Linked DNA regions of Astyanax mexicanus: region 2 is linked to region 1. The links are chromatin contacts, called in public Hi-C maps. All regions are on one chromosome and are shown on one strand. The core of a region is the stretch at or near the end of the contact, and the rest is flanking DNA. Distances in the headings are between cores, read along the strand shown.

Region 1 (5,219 bases), core at 1,807-4,306:
GTATATGTGCTGACCTCATGGTGCTGTGACTGATTGTTGATGAAAAAGACATTGGGCCTTTTACATCTACCTGATAAATCACACCAAGTGCCAGTACAGAGGGCAGCAATGAGTGGAACACTGAATTAGAGCTATAATTAACAGCCTTCAGCAACCAATCAGGCCTCCTATGGAGTTCAGAGCGTCCAATCAGCCACCCTATTGCAGTCTGCTTGGCCAGTCAAGCTCCCCGCTGTGATCAAAACTGTCTTTGAAAGTCCAAAAGGAGCTCTGTGTGCTATTGCACCCTGCTCTCTTGCTAATGGCTGCAGACACAGACTGATTGCTGTATTAGGAAAGTAGCATTATACACCAGGATCTTTTGTCTTTAAGTTATATCAAATTGCCATTGTAAGGTTAGTTGAATGTATAAATTCATCCTTTCAACAGATAATTGAGGCAGAATTCATGCGAATAATTTAGCAGATTGCAGGTTTATGTTACAAAGGCCTTCTTCCCATATTTTTTTAACATTTGTTAGCCTGCATTTTTAACCAAACATTGTTTGATCACACACAGTAATGTTATGGCATTTCTTGTGTTTCTGAATTACAGTTTTTCTTTTTGATGCATATTTCAAATCTAAATTGAATTTCTTTAAACTATTAGTTGCACATCATCGAGTTACTTGTGAAAATGACAGAAACTATTTTTCATTCATTTTATACAAACAGCAAATGACTTGATCAATTAAATGATTTTTTACAACTGTTTGCCAAATTATCAATCACTTATGTTGTGTAGATCACAATGTACTATACTTCCCTCTGCAGAACTAGGTGTTAATTGGATGGATGGATGGATGGATGGATAGTGAATCATGACCTTTACTAATAAAGGGAAGTTTACGATACATTTTGGAACATTAATCATCAACTATCAATCATTCCTATATGGCAGAGGCTGGTCAAATGTTGCACCTGAATGTTGGGAGATCAATAATTCAAATGTTTCATAGAGAGAACAGGTGTGTAATCCTACAATACTGTGTACTGTATTACACTATACTTACAGTAACATTGTAACATTCCATATGGATAGATAGACTTGTAGAGATGCAGAGTGTAATTATACAAGACAACAGTGTTTTTTAAAACACCCAGTCAGTCATCATCTCAACCCTTGGCAAGGAGAAAAAAGAAACCCGATGAGAATGTACCGGTACTCCAAACCATCACTGATTGTAGAAACTTCACACTAGACCTCAAGCAGTTTGAACTGTGTTCCTCTCCACTCTTCCTTCAGACTCTGCTCCCTTGATTTACAAATGAAATGTAAAATTTACTGATGGTCAGTGATGGTTTGGAAAACCATTTCATCTGCTGGTGTTGCTCCACTGTGTTATATCAAGTCCAAAGTCAGCGCAGGGTTTTCCTGGAAAATCTTACAGCACTTAATGCTTTCCTCTGCTGACAACTTATATAGAGATGCAGATTTCATTTTCCAGCAGGCTTTGGCACACTGCCCACACTGCCAAAAGTACTAATTGGTCTTATATAATATTCTAATGATCCGAGATACTCACTTTTGGGTCTTCATTGGGTGTAAGCCATAATCATAATCAACATTAAAAAATAAATGCAGTATATGAGCTTCACATTTTAAACTGAATTACTGAAATAAAGTAACTTTTTAAAAATTATATTAGAATTTTCTGTGATGCACCTGTATCTTATTGAAAGTAAAATAAATGCATATTAAAGGTGGGGTTCTTACACTTTCTAAAATAAAGGCTTAATGATAAATTAGAACACAGTATTATCTTGGAGAAAATCAAAATGAACCAAATGTGTTAGAAGTATTGACATTTATTACACATGTAGAACTACAAATACTAGTGTTTACAATTTTTTTTTTAAATATCAACTCAAGCTCTTTACTAAAGTACAGTTGTAAAAGTACGGGTATAAAAGCAAATGTATTGGGAAATGGGACAATGGAAAAAATGCTATTAAGAAAAAATGTTTAGGCTGTGCCACATGAGCCTTTAGTGCACAACAATGGATTGAGTATTAACCAATAGGGTGTCAGAATGGTACATGTTTATCCTTCTCATCCAGTCACAATCAAATTTATTTGGATGAAGAGATTTATCTGAAAAGGGTTTTTAATAAAAAGCAGAAATGGAAATAAGTACATGTAAGGTGTAGAAACTGCAGATAACTGAGTGAAAATGTGTAAGTAAACATTTCGAAGGTAACAAAGTATTTGTACTTCATTACTTGACACCTCTGATATAAATATATAATAAACATCATTCTGGGGCATTTTTGGATAGTTGAATAGATGGATGGATGATACAAATTAATTAATTCTGTTTGTCAGGACACTGTTTTTAAGATAACTAATGACTGGGATGATTAAAGTAGACCTCATTCTTTGCTAAACCTCCTTAGTGGAGAAATGTGGAGTCTGATGTGGAGTCTGATGTACCAGAAGCTCATGGACAGAATAAAGGTTTCAGAGGTGAGAAGCGTGCCGTATTTGCTGCAGGCAAACAGGGCTGTGTTGATTGTGTGTAGCAGGGCAGTGTGGGAGATAAGTATACCGTGTGTGTGTGTGTGTGTGTGGGTGGCAAGGGGAACTGTTCCTGTCCGATGCTTATTTACACTCCACTCTGCAGTGCTGACAACGCAGTGAGGTGATTTTATTACACAAGCGTGCAATATGCTGCACTAAATCACATGGCAACAGTTCTGTTTCCCAATAAGAGTGTAAAGTTGAAAATGTTACTTACTGCAGTGAAATCAGACTTAATTAGCATATTTCTTGATTTTACCAAATTGAAAACCTCTGAAATATAATAAAGAGGAAGATGGATGATCACAAGCCATCAAAATCAAGCTGAACTGCTTGAATTTTTGCACCAGGAGTGACATAAAGTTATCCAAAAGGAGTGTGTAAGACTGGTGGAGGAGAACATGCCAAGATGCATGAAAACTGTGATTAACTCACTCACTCTTCGTCAACCGCTTTTTCCCTTAAGGGGCTGTGGGGTGGGGCTGTAGCCCATCCCAGTCGGCATTGGGCGGATGGCAGGATACACCCTGGACAGGCCGCCAATCCATCGCAGAACTGTGATTAAAAACCAGGATTATTACACCAAATATTGATTTCTTAACTCTTAAAACTTTAGGAATATGAACCTGTTTTATTTGCATTATTTGAGGTCTGAAAGCTCTACATCTTTTTGTTATTTCAGCCATTTTATATTATCTGCAAATAAATGCTCTAAATTACAATATTTTTATTTGGAATTTGGGAGAAATGTTGTCTGTAGTTTATAAAATAAAACAACAATGTTCATTTTACTCAAAGATAAGAGGTCTCTTAATTTTTCCAGAGCTGTATATACACTGCATGGACAAAAAAAGGTCACACAGTCTAATATTTCACTGGACTGCCCTTATCTTTGATTGTTGCACACGTTCACTGTTGCATTGTTTCAATAAGCTTCTGCAATCTCACAAGATTTATTTAAATCCAGTGTTGCATGAATTTTTCTCCAAGATCTTGCAGCAAGATCCAAGATCTTGATGGTACAGTCTGACCACTGCACAAAGTCTTCTCCAGCACATCCCAAAAATTCTCAGTGAGGTTAAGATCTGGACTCTGTGGTGAACAATCCACTTTATTCTTTAAGCACATACTGTTGCTAAACCTATACCTGACCCAGACCTGTTTTTGATACATTTAAAACATTTATTTGGTGGGGTGCTTCACGTATCAGAGGTTAAGAACCCCTGATTTATCAGAATGACCACCAGGTGTCCTGCAGAAAGTGACTCCATTCAGTCATCTGACTTAAAGTGAAAGTGTGCTACTGTTCCCACATGAACGCAGTCAGTACGAAAAATATTCTGAGCACGGCTTTAAGTTCTAACAGCCCAGCAGGAGGAAAATAGGTTGCTTTCCTCCACCTGCCAGGTAAGTAAGTTTTGCTGCAGTAAAATAGAGGCACCTGGTTTGAAAGTAGAAGGAAGGAGACAGAGATTTAGATCCATGCAGACAACACACTTTATTCCTCACACAAACACATGTCTCTGAATAAAAATAAGGTAAACCTAAACAAGTCATCAAAAGCCAGTTGAGAACACAGTAGGATGGTATACTCAGAGCATGTGAAGAAAGGAGCAGTCTCACTTCACCAGTGTGTACACACACACAGTGCAGGCTACGGGAGGTGTAGTGTGTCAGGAGTGTGTGTCACGATCAGCGCAGCTCCTCAAAGGCTTCACAGGAACTTTTTTCATCTCCTGTACAGATAAAAGATCATTCAGACACATTGCTCAGTGATAGCAGTAACATCTTGCACCATTATCTGTGACTACATTTGCCCTTCAATTTACTCAGCTTCATCTCCACTCCACCCAATTCAATTTCTCATACATTGACTTGTTTACTCTAGCTCAGCCCTCAGGGTGAACCTGCTAATATGTGACGTATAACCGCTTTCAAAACGAAGTCATTAAGGTGACAAATTAGCAGTGTGGCTGCTATCATTAACCTCATTAAGTCTTTCAGGATGATTACCTTGACCAGCTCGCCTGTCTGACTCTCAGGCACAGGTAAGATTTTACTGAAGCTAAACACAAAGAGTTTGCTGAGTGTCTGCCCTGCACCGTCCTCCTCCAACACAGAGAAGTCAAATTTATATGTACACAATATCATATTCTGAATGTAATCAATCATTCAAGACATGGTTACATTGCTTTAGTTTAGCACAGGCTATAAGAGGCTAATCCAGATCATTGAATAGATGTTAAATTTTAAAACGCTGAAGTGTCAACATTAACTTTGAATCATTGAATCAAACTTTCAATCTGATGTTGATTCATCATCATCTTTTTTCACCCAGAATTCATATTGAAAAACTAAAATAAAAAAGAATCAACAGAAAGCCAATATTACTTCAAATACCACAGTAACATATGTAAAACCAACCTTCTTCATGTACAACAAGGACCATTTCTTAGCTGTTTATATTATAATAGTTTAAAAAGAGTTCTGAGAGAACTCTGCAGTGGTATACATTATCAAAACATAAAACATAAAATGAGCCAATTCCAGTTCTCGCCTCCAAAATGTACAGCGATCCAGTTAACTATAGTGAAAGGCTTTCAACACGTAAAGTCATGACGGCATGACGTGGTAAATTGTGACAGCCTCTACAAGTAAAT
Region 2 (5,219 bases), core at 1,992-4,491, 250 kb after region 1:
ATCCAAAAATATTTTCCAGTCAATTTACAAGCATATTTACTGACACCTAATTTAATGAAAGACATTTCTCCAGAAAACTGCCAGGGACTAAGGCACAACTGCCAGTTCTAAGACAATGACTGTAAACATTGGTAAACAGCATCAGCATTAGCAGATAGATAAGCTGTTAAGGTCTCTGGCTCTGCATCTTTTTTGTTATTTCAGCCATTTTATGCAAATAAATGCTCTAAATAACAATATTTTATCTGGAATTTGGGAGAAATGTTGTCCGTAGTTTATAGAATAAAACAACAATGTTGATTTTACTCAAACATAAACCTATAGATAGCAAAATCAGAGAAACTGATTCAGAAACTGAAGTAGTCTCTTAATTTTTTCCAGAGCAAAATGTCCAGTATTTGATGGATGATAATGCTGCAATAAAGGTTATATTTCCAATGTCTGAAGGCAAAATTCTGAAATGAATTAATTAGCTATTAACTTAATGATAAACAGCACTGTTCTATACCAAGTTGAACATACAAACAACCATAAACCGTAACTAGACAGTTTAAAATAAATAGCTATAAACCATCCATTACTAATTCTGTCTTTTCTGCAGCCTTGTAAAAAGGCTGAAGGACATCTCATCTCAGGAACACAGGTATCACATTTATGAGGGTGCCATATTTACCACAATTCAAACGCCACCTGAATGCAGCATTAGACTTTATACTTTCTTTCATTTTTTTCCTGGTGTGCAGTTTAACATCACTGCATTGTATAAGACATTTGTTGATGACAACAGCCATTTAGATTGACCACACAAATTATTTACATTTTCTTCAGGGCATTTCTTCCATTTGAACCTTGTTATACAAATACATTTCTAAATTAGGAGTCTTACCCAAGGATTTTGATGTACATTGTTATTGTAGTGTGGTACGCTTGCCTGGCTGGGGAATTGAATCCTAGACTGTCAGGGGGATCCTGCTGCACTACACCCACTACTAATTCTAATTCTAAACACTAATGAACGTGCAATTTAACACACTCTATTCAGTTAATCAAGCTTATGAATCAGGTAGATATGATTAGGGCTGTAATAAATCAATCTGTTACACTGTTGTTGCAGGCATTTAACTGAACTGTTATTGTCTGTGTTCACACATAAGCGTCTGTTTCTTATTTAATATTTATTAAAAACATTTTTATTTACATGTTAATGTCTGAGCTGATTCCAATCATTTGACCTGCAGTGCAGTTGTCAGGGAGTACAAAGTATATATGCAAACAACATATACAAGTTGTTGCTTTGAACAAGCAGGCTATTCATTTGCACCCTACTGCAGGGTTTAAATGGACCCAACTTCTTTAAGGCTCTCCTTGACATCAGGGTGAATCTGGAGCATTGCCTCTCTATAGGGAGCTCTGAAAGTGGCTTGGCTTAGGGAGCAAATATCCCTTACTTCCACCTACTTCAAAGTCCTTGGGTAAACTCATTCCGCTGCCCCACTAAAGTACACATCACGGATGTCCTAATAAAAGGGAAATGAGTTCAGCTCAGAGAACCAGTCTGCCTCAATCCTATCTTAGTCGTACTGCTGCATGGACTCCACCTGTGCTTGGGGGACACTCGAAATCCCCCTGGACCTCTTCTGTCACTTGGATTTCCCCAACTCATAGAGGCAATTTTATACTAAATTATCATATCAATATACTGAAGCAAAACAGTCAAGGAGCTGGTCTTTCTGTGCCATCTGCAAAATAGGAAGCAGTCATTTTGGCTAAATTAAATTTTCACATGTGACAACTCTCTGAGACTCTCTCTGTACTGCACTAAAATTGATCGGGAAGCCTCTTTGTCACACGGGCGATTGGGTTTGTGTGATTTGCGAGAGTGTGTGGCTGTCGAAGGCTGATTAAAAAAGTTGATGAATGAATGCAGGGAGGCAGGAGGGCCTCTAACAATTAGGGCTGTGAGGAATTTTAGCTGAACAGAAAGCAACAACACTCCAACTGAAGGTAAACAAACTCGAGTCTTTCTGGACCTTCAGTGTAAATATGCACCACCATGCAAAACTAAAATTTAAAGGCTTAGAATCAGCATTTGTTTAAAAACATAAACAGAAATGAAATCAATTTTGGTGCAGATACATACAGCATATTGACTGTTTGTATCAATGAAAGTCATTGATTTGTGTTATGATGCTGATATTCTTTGTGAGTGTTCTAGTAAGAATCATTATAAATAAAATAATTCTATTCCAGTCAAGTACTCTAGCAATAAGAATTTTATTCGGGTCTATTATTCCTTTTAAGAAAAAATTCCCGCCAAATATTTTAGTGAGAAGAATTATATTCTAGTTAAGAATTGTAGTGAGAAGAATTATAATTTGTGTAAGCAATTACTGCAACTAAATTTTTCCTGTGTCTTGCACACCAGCTTGGAGGCATTTTAGCCCATTCCTCTGTACATAATAGCTTCAACTTTAAGCTGTTTGGTCATTTCCTCACATTAACTTACTACAGGTCCTTCTGCAACATTTTGATTGCATTAAGATCAGGAATTTGACTTGGCCATTCCAAATCATATACTTTATTCTTCTTGAACCACTCTTTCGTAGAACGACTTGTGTGCTTAGGGTCATTGTCTTGCTGCATGACCCACCTTATGCATCTTATGCAACCCGGTGGAGGAGAACATGGCAAGATGCATGCAAACTCCAGCAAATATTGATTTCTGAACGCTTAAAATGTTATAGAAATGAACTTGTTTTCTTTGCATTATTTGAGGTCTGAAAGCTATGCATCTTGTTTTGTTAATTTAGCTATTTCTCACTTTCTGCAAATAGATGCTCTAAATGACCATGTTTTTATTTGGAATTTGGTAGAAATTATGTTTATAGTTTATAGATTACAAAAACAATGTTCATTTTACTCAAACATATATTATAAATAGCAAAATTAGAGAAACTGATTCAGAAACTGAAATGGTCTCTTAATACTTTCCAGAGTTGTGTGTCCCATTTCAGCACATACAGCACAGAGAAAGGGTATAACCAGATTTCTCCTGTTTCAGTTGTATCGTGTATATATATATAAATTAAATACAGGTTAAACTACTAGTTCCTCTGCAGGTGTGTGTGTGCAGTGTGTTAGAGTCAGCAGTGTTTACAGCACAGGGGGAGTAACTGGAGTGGAACAGTGTGTAGTGTGTTTGAGGACGCTGTAGTTGATGAGAAGAAGGGGTTTGCCTACGGGAGACTTTGGGCTGGCAAAATACGGTTGTCTAGGTTTGTATGATGCTTAAGCCTCTTAACCCAGTCCGTTATCCGTTGATAAACCCCTCCAAATGATCCATTTTGTAACGCCGGGGCCCTCTGTTGGAAAGCCGGGAGAACGAGCTGGAAGCAGGACGTAAGCCCAACCCCCCTCTCCCAGAGCAGGCTCGGGATTTAACATGGCTCCTGGCTGCGAGCGAACGAGCGTCCGCGGACCAGACCTGACTGTGTTTTTCCGCTGAGCGGGGCTCCCTCTTTTCCCCTCTTCACGAAAAGGTAACAAATTCAGAACCGCGCACGGCTGTAGGTACTTTCTGTGTCCGGGTGTTGACGGGCTGGGTGTAGTAGGGGGAAGCGCGGCGCTGCCTCGGCTGTGGAGCGGCTGGGGGAGGAGAACTCCTCCGTGCGGAGGGGCTCCTCGTATTAAAAAAACTAGTGCTGCTAGTTACTTCTGCTGCCGCTGTGTCGTAACAAGCCGGGGCTTCTCTTCTTTAAAAATAGCCTGGGCTTTTAGAGGATGTAGAGAAGCTGGAGCTGGTTTGGTAGTTTAGCAGCTGAGAGGACTTGCAGCTGCAGATGCTTGTAGTTAGTTTGCTACTGAAAACCTGATTTAAACAGTACCTAGGCTACTAGTAGTTAGTGTCGAGAAACTATGCGAAAAATAAACAAATGGTGGTTGAAATGTGAAGGTGGACTCTCTCCTGTTGCCTGTGCACAACACTTCTTCATTTGTGTTATGTTTGTGTGTGTTGTTGCATTCGTGTATGTGTGTGTATATGTGCTCCGGTGTTCCGTCGAGTTATGCTACCCATCGATACCTGCTTCCTAATGTCACTGCGCATGCGCTGACCTACACTTATTAATTATTTTTCGTGTTTTTTTTTTTTACAATAAACCTTTTTTTCCTGTTTTTTTGTGTGCACTAAACAACCTAAACGTATTGTCATGGCACAAAGGTGCAAATAAAAACTAATAATGATAATAAACAAATAAATGCAAAACATATAAAAAAATACAAAAATAGTTTGTGATGACCTCTCACTGCTATAACTGTACAATGATACACAGTGACTTCCACTGAGAACATGCTCTAATATGGTGCGTCTTTTGCATTTTTAAAGTATTTAAAAATATATACACTACGGTAGCCGGGACTGACAAGGTAGCACAACTCGACACAACACCGGCTCTTCTGTCAATGGCCAGTTTTAAAGTAGCCAGTTTAACTTCGCGAAACGGTCTCAGAAGCTCTGTATCTACAAAAATACGTTTTTTCGCCGAAATAGCAAAGATACAACACTGCTGTTTATGTTCCGCTATTTTTAACGTGCTTGTTTACGCGTTTTTAAACAGCCGCAGTGAATGTAATCTAGTGTATTTATCTCTAAATTTATTTATTTATTATTTTTTTCTTGTAGCTGCGATCGTGTCGGCGTAAATGCTGACGTGAACGTATACTGTCAATAGAGGCAGGTACTCCAGGTCCAGACAGTAAAAATCCACCCCAGGATTTTTGTTACAACTGCATGGGCTCTAGCTTAGCTGTAGCTCGTGCCTGCCAAGCAGTTAGAGTAAAATCCCGGGGTGGAGTTTTACTTTCTGGACCTGAATCATCCATATCTAATTTTCAACTCCAGCGCAAGGGTTAAATCTGCTGCTTCGGCTGTACGGGTATATTATGGCGAGAGTGGGCGGGCCTTTTCGCCGTGGGAGGAGCCTCGCGTCTACAGACGTGCGGCACGTCCGTTAGTCTGATTGGTCGGCGCGGGTATGGGCGTTTGCTTTGGCCGCACAAAACGAGCGTTTACAATACAGGAGCAGCAGCAGCAGTATAGAGAGAGATAGAGAGAGGTGATGCTGCTGGTGATGGTAAGCACAGATACAGATCACATGCCACTGCTCATTTACGCTCATCTAGGCTAGTCGTTTCTCGTCTGAGTCAGTCGTTTTTCTGGT

The links. Hi-C and Micro-C count contacts between places; a contact is called where the count stands out from the background.
Region 2: a Hi-C map of muscle shows a contact between it and region 1, with 6 times the contacts expected there. The contact joins the promoter of btbd6b here to the enhancer-like site in region 1. A contact is called at or near these places in 2 of 3 Hi-C or Micro-C datasets (both in muscle).

The regions. Positions count from the first base shown.
Region 1 is chr1:69,290,100-69,295,318 of AstMex3_surface, forward strand. No RefSeq gene overlaps it. Among protein-coding and RNA genes, the nearest start is that of LOC103031412, 7.7 kb to the left of the region's middle. Within about 2 kb of position 3,057, the one cell type or tissue checked has an H3K27ac peak away from gene starts, as active enhancers do.
Region 2 is chr1:69,537,033-69,542,251 of AstMex3_surface, forward strand. It overlaps btbd6b (BTB (POZ) domain containing 6b), which reads left to right and starts at 3,242. Exons shown (of 5, transcript XM_007230931.4): 1 at 3,242-3,539. All of the region lies in intron 6 of brf1b (BRF1 RNA polymerase III transcription initiation factor subunit b), which reads right to left.